2 separate regions of the Mus musculus genome follow, and region 2 is linked to region 1. Evidence: chromatin contacts called from public Hi-C data. All regions are on one chromosome and are shown on one strand. Each heading gives the region's core, a stretch centred on a gene start, on an enhancer-like site or on the middle of the called end of the contact. The rest is flanking DNA. Distances are from core to core; before and after follow the strand shown. Region 1 has its middle 31 kb from the start of Gm44968. Region 2 overlaps Pde8a (phosphodiesterase 8A).

What was found. A called contact is a pair of places that touch in the nucleus more often than the background predicts.
Region 2: a contact with region 1 is called in a Hi-C map of liver, with 2.9 times the contacts expected there. The contact joins two enhancer-like sites. A contact is called at or near these places in 3 of 15 datasets of contacts at CTCF or cohesin (the NIH/3T3 cell line, embryonic stem cells and large pre-B cells), 5 of 484 Hi-C or Micro-C datasets (bone marrow-derived macrophages, liver and nephron progenitors) and 2 of 115 datasets of contacts at active chromatin or transcription factors (CD8 T cells and embryonic stem cells).

Annotation. Positions count from the first base shown.
Region 1 is chr7:81,172,626-81,177,292 of GRCm38.p6, forward strand. No RefSeq gene overlaps it. Among named protein-coding and RNA genes, the nearest start is that of Gm44968, 31 kb to the right of the region's middle. Within about 2 kb of position 2,191, at least 7 of the 459 cell types and tissues checked have an H3K27ac peak or open chromatin away from gene starts, as enhancers often do. A contact at or near this core is called in liver, where this site is marked.
Region 2 is chr7:81,248,469-81,253,135 of GRCm38.p6, forward strand. The region is part of intron 1 of Pde8a (phosphodiesterase 8A); the gene reads left to right. Among named protein-coding and RNA genes, the nearest start is that of Pde8a, 38 kb to the left of the region's middle. Within about 2 kb of position 2,258, at least 15 of the 459 cell types and tissues checked have an H3K27ac peak or open chromatin away from gene starts, as enhancers often do. A contact at or near this core is called in liver, where this site is marked.

The sequences.
Region 1 (4,667 bases), core at 941-3,440:
AAGGAAGGAAAGAAGGAAGGAAAGAAGGAAAGAAGGAAGGAAAGAAAGAAAGAAAGAAAGAAAGAAAGAAAGAAAGAAAGAAAGAAAGAAAGAAAGAAAAAGAAATTGGTATCAGAGAGTGGGATTTTGTGAGATTTGGAAAGGACTGTAGAACTTTTTGGAACTTTGGGCTGGGAAAGCTTAGAACTTAGGTTATTCTTTGGGAACTTGGAGGACAAGAATGTTGAGAGAGAAATGCAAGTGATGGAGACTTGGTTTATGAAGATTCTGAGACTTTCAGGACTATTTGTTTGATATTTTGAATTAAGAGTCAATAAAAGAGGCTGGGTGTGTTGGCGCACACCTTTAATCCCAGTACTCGGGAGGCAGAGGCAGGCAGATTTCTGAGTTTGAGGCCAGCCTGGTCTACAAAGTGAGTTCCAGGACAGCCAGGGCTACACAGAGAAACCCTGTCTCAAAACAAACAAACAAACAAACAAACAAAAAAGAGTCAATAAAAGTGAAACCTTGGGGGCTGGAGAGATGGCTCAGCGGTTAAGAGCACTGACTGATTTTCCAAAGGTCCTGAGTTCAATTCCCAGCAACCACATGGTGGCTCACAACCATAATGAAATCTGATGCCCTCTTCTGGTGTGTCTGAAGTCAGCTACAGTGTACTTAAGATATATAAATAAATCTTTAAAAAAAAGTGAAACCTTTAGTTTACTGGGACAATCAATGCTGATGGCATAAAAAATCAGCTATCAAACCAGCATCGTTGAGGCTGTGACACTGTGGCCTACTGGAGTGTCAAGGCTGTACATCAAGCTGGCAGCAGAATGTGGCAATGTGAAAAAGTCTTATACATCATACTGAAGGCATGAAGGGGTTACAGAGAGCAACAAGGAGTTCATGAGACTAGGAATGGTATGGGACTAAAAGACACCATTAATGAAGGTGCTGTGGGACAATGGCCCAAGCCCTTTGGAGCCCAGAAGATCATGAGTGAGTCCCAAATGTCAGACATTGAGTTTTGTACACTGTTGGACTTGGGGTTGACTTGGATCTGTTTACAGCCATGTCCTGTTTCTTCCCTTTTGGAATAAGAAAGTATGTGATTTATTTTGGATTTTATAGGAGTCCACAGTTAGACTCTGAATATTTAAATTTATTTATCGCCTATGTGTGTAAGATATGTGTTTCTGGGCACATATATAATACAGTGGGAGGTGGGGGGAGTCAGCAGACAACCTTGTACAGTCCGTTTTCTCCTTTCATCTTTACATGGGCTCAAGGGGCTGAACCCAGGTCATCAGACTTGTGTGCCATACTCTTTACTCCCTGAGCCATCTTACTAGCTCTGACACAGGGTATTTTAAAAATAATCTATTTTTATTTTGTTTGCAAGTTTTTGTCTGCCTGTATTTGTGTGTACTATAAATATGTCTAGTGCCCTCAGAGGTCAGAAGGTATTGGATCCACTGGAACTGGCACTAGAGACAGCTGTCAATGCTGGGGCTGTCAATGCTGGGGACCGGGTCTTGTGCAAGAGCACAAAGTACCTTTAACCTGTGACCCATCTCTCCAGCCCCAACTTGAAGTATTTTAAAGAGATATTGAACTTTTTTTTTTCCTGAGACAGGGTTTCTCTGTATAGCCCTGGCTGTCCTGGAACTCACTTTGTAGACCAGGCTGGCCTCGAACTCAGAAATCCACCTGCCTCTGCCTCCCAAGTGCTGGGATTAAAGGCGTGTGCCACCATGCCCGGCTCATAAATGATAGAATTTTTAAAGACTGTGGGACTTTCAAGAGTTGAACAGTATTTTATATTTCAATCTTAATATTAACATGAGATCTTGGAGACAGAAAATCCTTAGAGATTATGTTTTAATAGTGATACGTTTATGCATCAAGTTGACAAGGGGTCATTTGTGCTCATTAGTCTTTGTTAGCACAAATCAGAGTCACCTGGGAAGAAGGACCCTTCGCTGAAGAACTGTCACCATCAGATTGGCCCATAGGAATGTCTTCAGAACATTTTCTTGATTGTTAATTAATATGGAAGGGCCCAGCCCACTGTGGGCAGCGCCAACCCTAGGCAGGTGGTCATGGGTTGTAGAAAAGCACAAGCTGAATAAGCCAGTGAGCAGCATTCCTCCATGGCCTCTGCTGTAGCTCTGGCCTCGAGCTCTGCCTTCAGCGGTGGATTGTGATCAGGGCGTGTAAGACAAACAAACGCTTTCTTCCCCCAGTTGGCTTTGGCCAGTCTCTTATCAGGGCAGGAAAGGCAAATGAGGACACCAGCCCTTGCTTCTGGAGTTTGTCTCTACCATTCCCAACCCTGTCTCTTCTGCTCAGGCTGCTGCCACCCCCAAGGCTCATTTACTCCAGTAAATGGCTTTGGGGTACTTCATGCACCCATTTCTTCACCCCTACCTGCCACCTCCCCCTTCCCTTCCAGCTAGAACTAGATTTGCCTGAGGCAGAGGGAACTTGGAGTCCAGTGTGGCAGAAACTGGTTCTACCACATGAGTTAGGTCCAGTTTGGCTCTGCGATAGATCTTTGTTCTGAGGGCACCTTCTTTGCCCATAGCTGACCTGAGTTCCAGTCCTCTGGGCCCTTAGCTCTGCAGCATGGAGGCTTGGCTTGGCTCTTGTACCCCATGGCTATAGTCCTGGCCATTTCCCCTGCAGCTCTCCATTCAAACTCCAAACCCCTCTCCCACTGCCCTTGAGCAGGACCCTTTGCTGACTGTACACACAGCTGTCTTTCCAAGATCAAGCTCCCCACCTCTTCCTCTCTTACCTGTTGGGTCCTTGTCCTGATGCTCTGGGCTCCATGCGAACTCATTACACAGCCAGGGATGTTCCTGGTAAAATGGCAGCTTCTTGGGCATAGACATTACAGTGCTTTTGTTTTCTTCCAAAGTACCTAGCATGGTGCTGGACTTAGGTCTATGGGAATGAATCACAACTTCTCTGAGAGTTGGTTCTTCTCTGTGGAGATGGTACTGCTGATCGGGGGTTGCACACAGGGTTCCGGGACTCCTTAGTCACAGAGCAGTGGACTTTAACATCTCTTACTCCCACAGAAGCTGGGTGCCCCTTGAGGATGAGGCCACCAGGACATATTTCTTAGAGGATTCATGGTTGCTGATACTCAATTGCCTATAAAACCTACTTGTGGGAGGTGGAATTCAAGAATATCCAGGAATTGAGGCATATAACAAGCTAAAGGCCAGCCTGGGCTACACAAGTTCCTCTCTCAAACAAACAAACAAACAAACAAACAAACAAACAAACTGAACAACAACAACAGAAAAGGAAGGAGAAAAACAGAACAGCTTTTAAACTAGGTTGGCACAGGTGCCTTCACTTGTCCAACAGTCATGTCAGGCATTGCTAATCAATCCCAGCATTCCTCTCACCGTAACCACAAGGCTTACTGCTATAAGAGCCTGCTACCAAGCAGTTCAAGGCTCCTTTTCAGGAGAAAACTTTTTTCACCTCAGTTAGAAGAAAATAAGCTAAACCTTGTCACCAAGGGTGTGGGATTTTGGCAGACTCTAGAAATTAAGGGCAGTATAAAGCAGAGAGGGTTTCCTGCAAAAAATAGGGGTCTTTGTAGGTGAGCTGTCTGCGCCACACTGATGAATTGTGTGTTCTATAGATTTAGATGCTGACACTGTGGCCTCTGAGGTGACATTAGGAAATGGGGCCTTGGGAGGTCATCAGGATGGAGCCCTTATAAAAGAGACTGCAGAGTTCTCCTGCTGTGAGGTTAGGGTCAGAGGTCAGAAGGGTCAGAGAGCCAGAACGGGGTCTTCAGGAGAGTTCAGCCATGTGGCACCTTGATATTGAACTTCTGGCCCCAAACCCGTGAGGAATAAATTCTTGTCATTTATAAGCCACTCTGTTTATAGTATTTTGTAACCGAGACTGATGTAAGAGAGCCCCACCCTCATGACCTCATCTGAACCTAATGGCCATCCACAAGCCCCACCTCCAAATACTTCACACTGGGAACCAAGGCTTCCTCACAGGGACTAAGGAGATAGAACCTAGTCCACAGTACCTACTATGCACCTACTATGCTCTGAGAGCAGCTTGATGGGACAGCAGTGACCCAGACCCTGTAGGAAGGCGAAGGATTGGATTCTTCCTTAGAGCAGGAGTGGGAGGAGCTAACCCTTTGCCTCCACTTCCCTCCCAAGTGCCGGGGTTACAGCTGTGTGCCACGTGTGCCTCTATGAACCAGTGCCATGGCCTATTTATTTATTTATTTATTTTACTTAATTTTATGTGTATGGTATCTAAATGCACACCTGCTATACTTGGCCCTCTAGAAGAGCAGCCAGTGCTCTTAGCCACTGAGCTATCTCTCCAGCTCCTGGCATGCTTTTTGAGACTGTTTCTATATTACAAATTAAAATTAATGCCATTTATATCAAGGGCTATCTCCTTTAAACGTACAATGTGCTGCAATATTTGGATTGTCTACAAGATAACAGTATTTATTAATATGTTTTACTAAAACCCAATTTAATAATTCAAAAAAACATTTTTTATTTATATCAAATATGGGACTGTGGTTGCATATTTTCCATGAGTATGTAGGCTCTGTGTTCTTCTGTAGTTGATATAGTAATAATCAATATATTTATTATTTTAAATTGTGGCGGTCTGAT
Region 2 (4,667 bases), core at 1,008-3,507, 76 kb after region 1:
CACTCCATAGGCTCAAATAAGCTAAGTAGGAAGGAAGGCCCAAGGAAGGATGCTTGAATCTCAGAAGGAAAAATAAAATAGACATCAGAGGTGGAGGGAGGGAGGGATCTGGGCAGGAGAGGTGGTAGGGAGGGGAACAGGAGTGGGGGACAGGTGTAGGGAGGAGTGGGACAAGAGGGCTAGGAGAGAGAAGGGAAATTGGTGTGGGGGGCATCTCTGCGATGAGCCAGAGACCTAGACGGGGAGTGTACACGTTAGGTCTGGTTCTTCCTCCCAGCCCCATGCTCCCAGAAATGAGACTCAGACTCAAAATATATTTACAAGTACTCTCTAGGTTCCTCTCTGTCTAAATTATCACTAAAATAACCCGTTTATTTTAACCTACATTCTGCCACATGGTTGGTTGCTTGTGCTCAGTACCATGAGTCCATTTCCTCACATCTTCCCAAGCAGATCTCCCACACCTGACTCTTTCCCAGAATTCTCCCTGCCTCTGGATATCTCACCTTCTAGTCTACCCTTTAGTATAGACTACAGGCTTTTTAAATTAACATCCATACAATGCACATGATATTCTCTCTATAGGGGAGGCTCTCGAGAGTCTATGAGGGTCACGCTAGCTGAAACTCATCTATCAATGGTGGGGGTTGGGAGAATGGTGGTAGTGGTCACCTCCTGTAGCCAGACAGGACTTCTAGTGGAGGGATGGAGACACCACACACCCACAAAACCTTCAACCCAAAATTTGTCCTGCTCGCAAGATGTGCAGGGATAAAGATGGAGCAGGGATTTAGGGGATCGCCAGCTGATGACTGGCAAAACTTGAGACCCATTCCATGGAAGAGAGCCAACCCCTGACACTATTAATGCTACTCTGCTGTCCTTTAAGACAGGAGCCTAGCATATCTGTCCTCTAAGAGGCGTTATCCAGCAGCCAATGGCTGCAAAGACCCACAGCCAAACATCAGGAAGAACTGGGGGGGGGGGGTCTTGTGGAAGAGTAGGATATAGGATTGTGAGAGCTGGAGCGATCAAATATACCCTAAGACCTACAGAGTCAACTAACTTGAGCCCATGGGTGCTCACAGAGACTGAACCACCAAACAAAGAGCATGCAGTGGGCGGACCTAGGTCTTCTACATATATGAGGCAGATGTGCAGCATGGTTTCCATGTGGGTCCTCTAAAATTGGAGCGGGGGCTGACTCTGACTCTGTTGCCTGCTTTTGGATCTCTTTCCCCTATCCTGGCTGCCTTGTCTGGCCTCAGTGGGGGAGGATGTACCTCTTCCTGCTGGGACTTGATGTGCCAGAGTGGGTTGGTACCCATGGTAGGGGCTTTCCTTCTCAGAGGACAAGTGGGGGGAATGTGAGGGTGGGCCTGGGAGGAGGGGGGCTGCGATCAGTGATGGTGATAGAGAGCCTGCGTGTGAGCCACCAGGTCTGTAACTGTTGTTTGCAACTGAGTGCTTGAGTGCTCACCTGGCTGAGGCACTGTTAACCCCAGGCCCTCTGTCATCTGACCCTCTGCATCCTTATCTCAGCCACCCTTTCCCATTTACTGTTTTTGCACATGCCTGGTGGAGTCATCCTCCCATACATTTGTACATGTTTTCTCTTTCTAGAATGCTCTTCCTGCTCAGCAGAGCCATACTTTTTCTTCAAGGTCTAGTTGTACAGGCAAGCTCTGAAAGCTTGTATGTGTGTTGTGTTCCCTGACCCCCACATCTTAGGCAGAGTTAATCAGTCACTTTTTAGTCGCACTCTGTACAAGTTCTCATGGTTAAACATTTACAAAATGCTGTAATTGTCTGTTTGTATTTGTCTAGCCTTCTGTGTTTAGCTTCTGGAGGATAGGATCCATAATCTTAATTCCGTATTCGTACTCGAGGTTTAATGCATAAAAGGGGTTCTCTATGAATGGTAGAGGAAATGAATGAATGAGTGATGATTTTACAGGTAACTCTGCTAATAACAATTATCTTGATGATAGCAAGTCTATATATCAAAGGATTAGAAGTTGTAAACCATATAAGATACTATGTTATCTAGAACTGAGTTTGACAGACTATCCATTTCTTAGTTGGTAGGCTAGATACAACCCAGGCTGTCTTGCCTTCACTCTTCTAGATTTTTGCCTCTTAAGACTCGTCTTTTCTGTAACAGTTTGCAGTTAGCATCTGGTATAGCTGTCAGAGACTTGCCTTGGCTTTCCTCTGCTGCATGCTCGTGCACGTGTGAACCTTTCTCCTCCTTTATACTTGCCAGCGTCTTGCTTGCCATTAGACTCACCTTGATTGTTGCCTTTTCTGACTGCTCCAGCCCAAGTCACATGCTTCTCTGACTTGCTCTCTTTGATTTAGCATATGTAGTAATACAGTATAATAAATAACTGAACTTCTGGCTTGCAAGGCACGCAGGCTTAGGTCCAGGTTCCTCACTCCAATTAGTGGCCGTGTGATTGATGAGCAGGTGAGCTTCTGAGAGTCTCTTCCCAAATCCTTAATTGGGAGTAGTGATACCAGTTCTTTTGAGGGTTGGCTAAGGAGTGCTCAGAGACAGTAAATGCTCAGGTGTTAGAGTCTGCAGTGTTGTTGGTGGTACCTGGGTAAGTCATGGTACCTGATTCCTGGTCTAGCTTGCTGAGTGATGGCTATGCAGTTTTGTAAGGAGCATGTTTTAAACCTACAGGCTAACCCTCAAAAGCTTGTTTGGATATTTTTGTAAAGAACATTAACTTACAGTTTTCCTCAGCAGTTTTTGTTCCTTGGCATATACCAGTCCTTTGCCATCCTGGATGCTTATTCTTTAGAGTACAAGATGTCTCTTTAAAAAAGCGTTCCTGAGGTCTGTCTCCTTCGGGCAAGGACAGGATGTTTCCTCTCTCTGCTTCATTGATATGACCAGCTTTGAGCTTGAGTGTTTGTACAGCTCAAAGTCTCTACTAATTAAAGAAGTGGATTAGATGAGACGGTTTGATGAAAGCCCATGGGCTGTAAGTGGTTTGCACATTTCCCTTGCTGGACACCATCATAGCAGTCCATCTGTTCATGCTCTCTTCCTGATCAATAGTCCATGGAAATCATCCATCTACGGCAGGAGACTTGGGCCATTTTGCTGCTTGAATTTTATCCACTTTGTAAATGAAGGACCAAGATAATTCAGTGTGTTTATTATGCAAGGATCAAAGGTCTTAGAAACTTTTTTTTTAAGATATTTTCTTTATTTACACTTCAAATGTTATCCCCTTTCCTAGTTTCCCCTCCCCCCTTCCCCTACTCACCAACCCACCTACTTCTGCTTCCAGTCCTTGGCATCCTTGGCTTGGATAAAATTCAAGCAGCAAAATGGCCCAAGCCTTCTGCCGTAGATGGATGATTTCCATGGACTATTGATCAGGAAGAGAGCATGAATAGATGGACTGCTATGATGGTGTCCAGCAAGGGAAATGTGCAAACCACTTGGCATCCCCCTATACTGGGGCATAGAACCTTCACAGGACCAAGGGCTTCTCCTTCCATTGATGACTAGGCCATCTTCTGCTACATATGCAGCTAGAGCCATGAGTCCCACCATGTGTTTTCTTTGGTTGGTGGTTTAGTCCCAGGGAGCTCTGGGGGTATCGGTTAGTTCATACTATTGTTCCTCCTATGGGGATTCAGACCCCTTCAGCTCTTTGGGTACTTTCTCTAGCTCATTCATTGGGGACCCTGTGCTCCGTCCAATGGATGGCTGTGAGCATCCACTTCTGTATTAGTCAGGCAGTGGCAGAGCCTCTCAGGAGACAGCCATATCAGATCCCTGTCTATCAGCAAGCTCTTGTTGGGATCCACAACAGTGTCTGCATTTGGTGGTTTAAGAAAGAACCCACCGTGCAGGGCATGGTGGTGCACACCTTTGATCCCAGCACTTTGGAGGCAGAGGCAGACGGATTTCTGAGTTTGAGGCCATCCTGGTCTACAAAGTGAGTTCCAGGACAGCTAGGGCTATACAGAGAAACCCTGTCTCGAAAAACAAAAACAAAACAACAACAAAAAAAAAAACCCACCATTACTTAGCTTTTAAAGATGTTTTACTTCTAAATACTTCTGGAATCAACTCCTTATTTTGTCTGTTTTACAAAGAACTGAAAGGTGGGAAATTTGATCTTTAAGAGGCATGGCTTATGGTGGTTTTTAAGTTTAAAAATTTTAGTGTCTCATGATACACTTAGTTAAAGTAAAGGTAGTTCTCTTGAATGTCATGTAGCTACTGAAATATATAATTTAGATCTATATTTGCAAACTTAAAAGATTTTGTTTTTTTTTTAAATTATGTGTCTATGTGTGTCTGTGGATGGGTGTGTGTACATGAGTGCAGGTGCCTGCTGAGACCTGAAGATGTGAGATCTCCTACAGCTGAAGTTACAAAGGGCTTTGTAAGCTGCCTGATGTGGGTGCTAAGAACCAAATTCAGGTCCTCTGCAAGAACAGCCAGTGCTCTTAACTGTTGAGCCATCTGAGGGTCTCTTTTAAAGGGTAAAAGGTTGATTTCTGTGTACTGGGAAGAAAAAAAAAGGTTCAGTCTTTAACACTAAAAAAAAATCTTGGTCTTTTAGTGAGTGTGCATTGATTTATATTAAAAATATTTTAAGTTGAAAAAAGTGGAAAAATATTTGAAAACAGTAAAG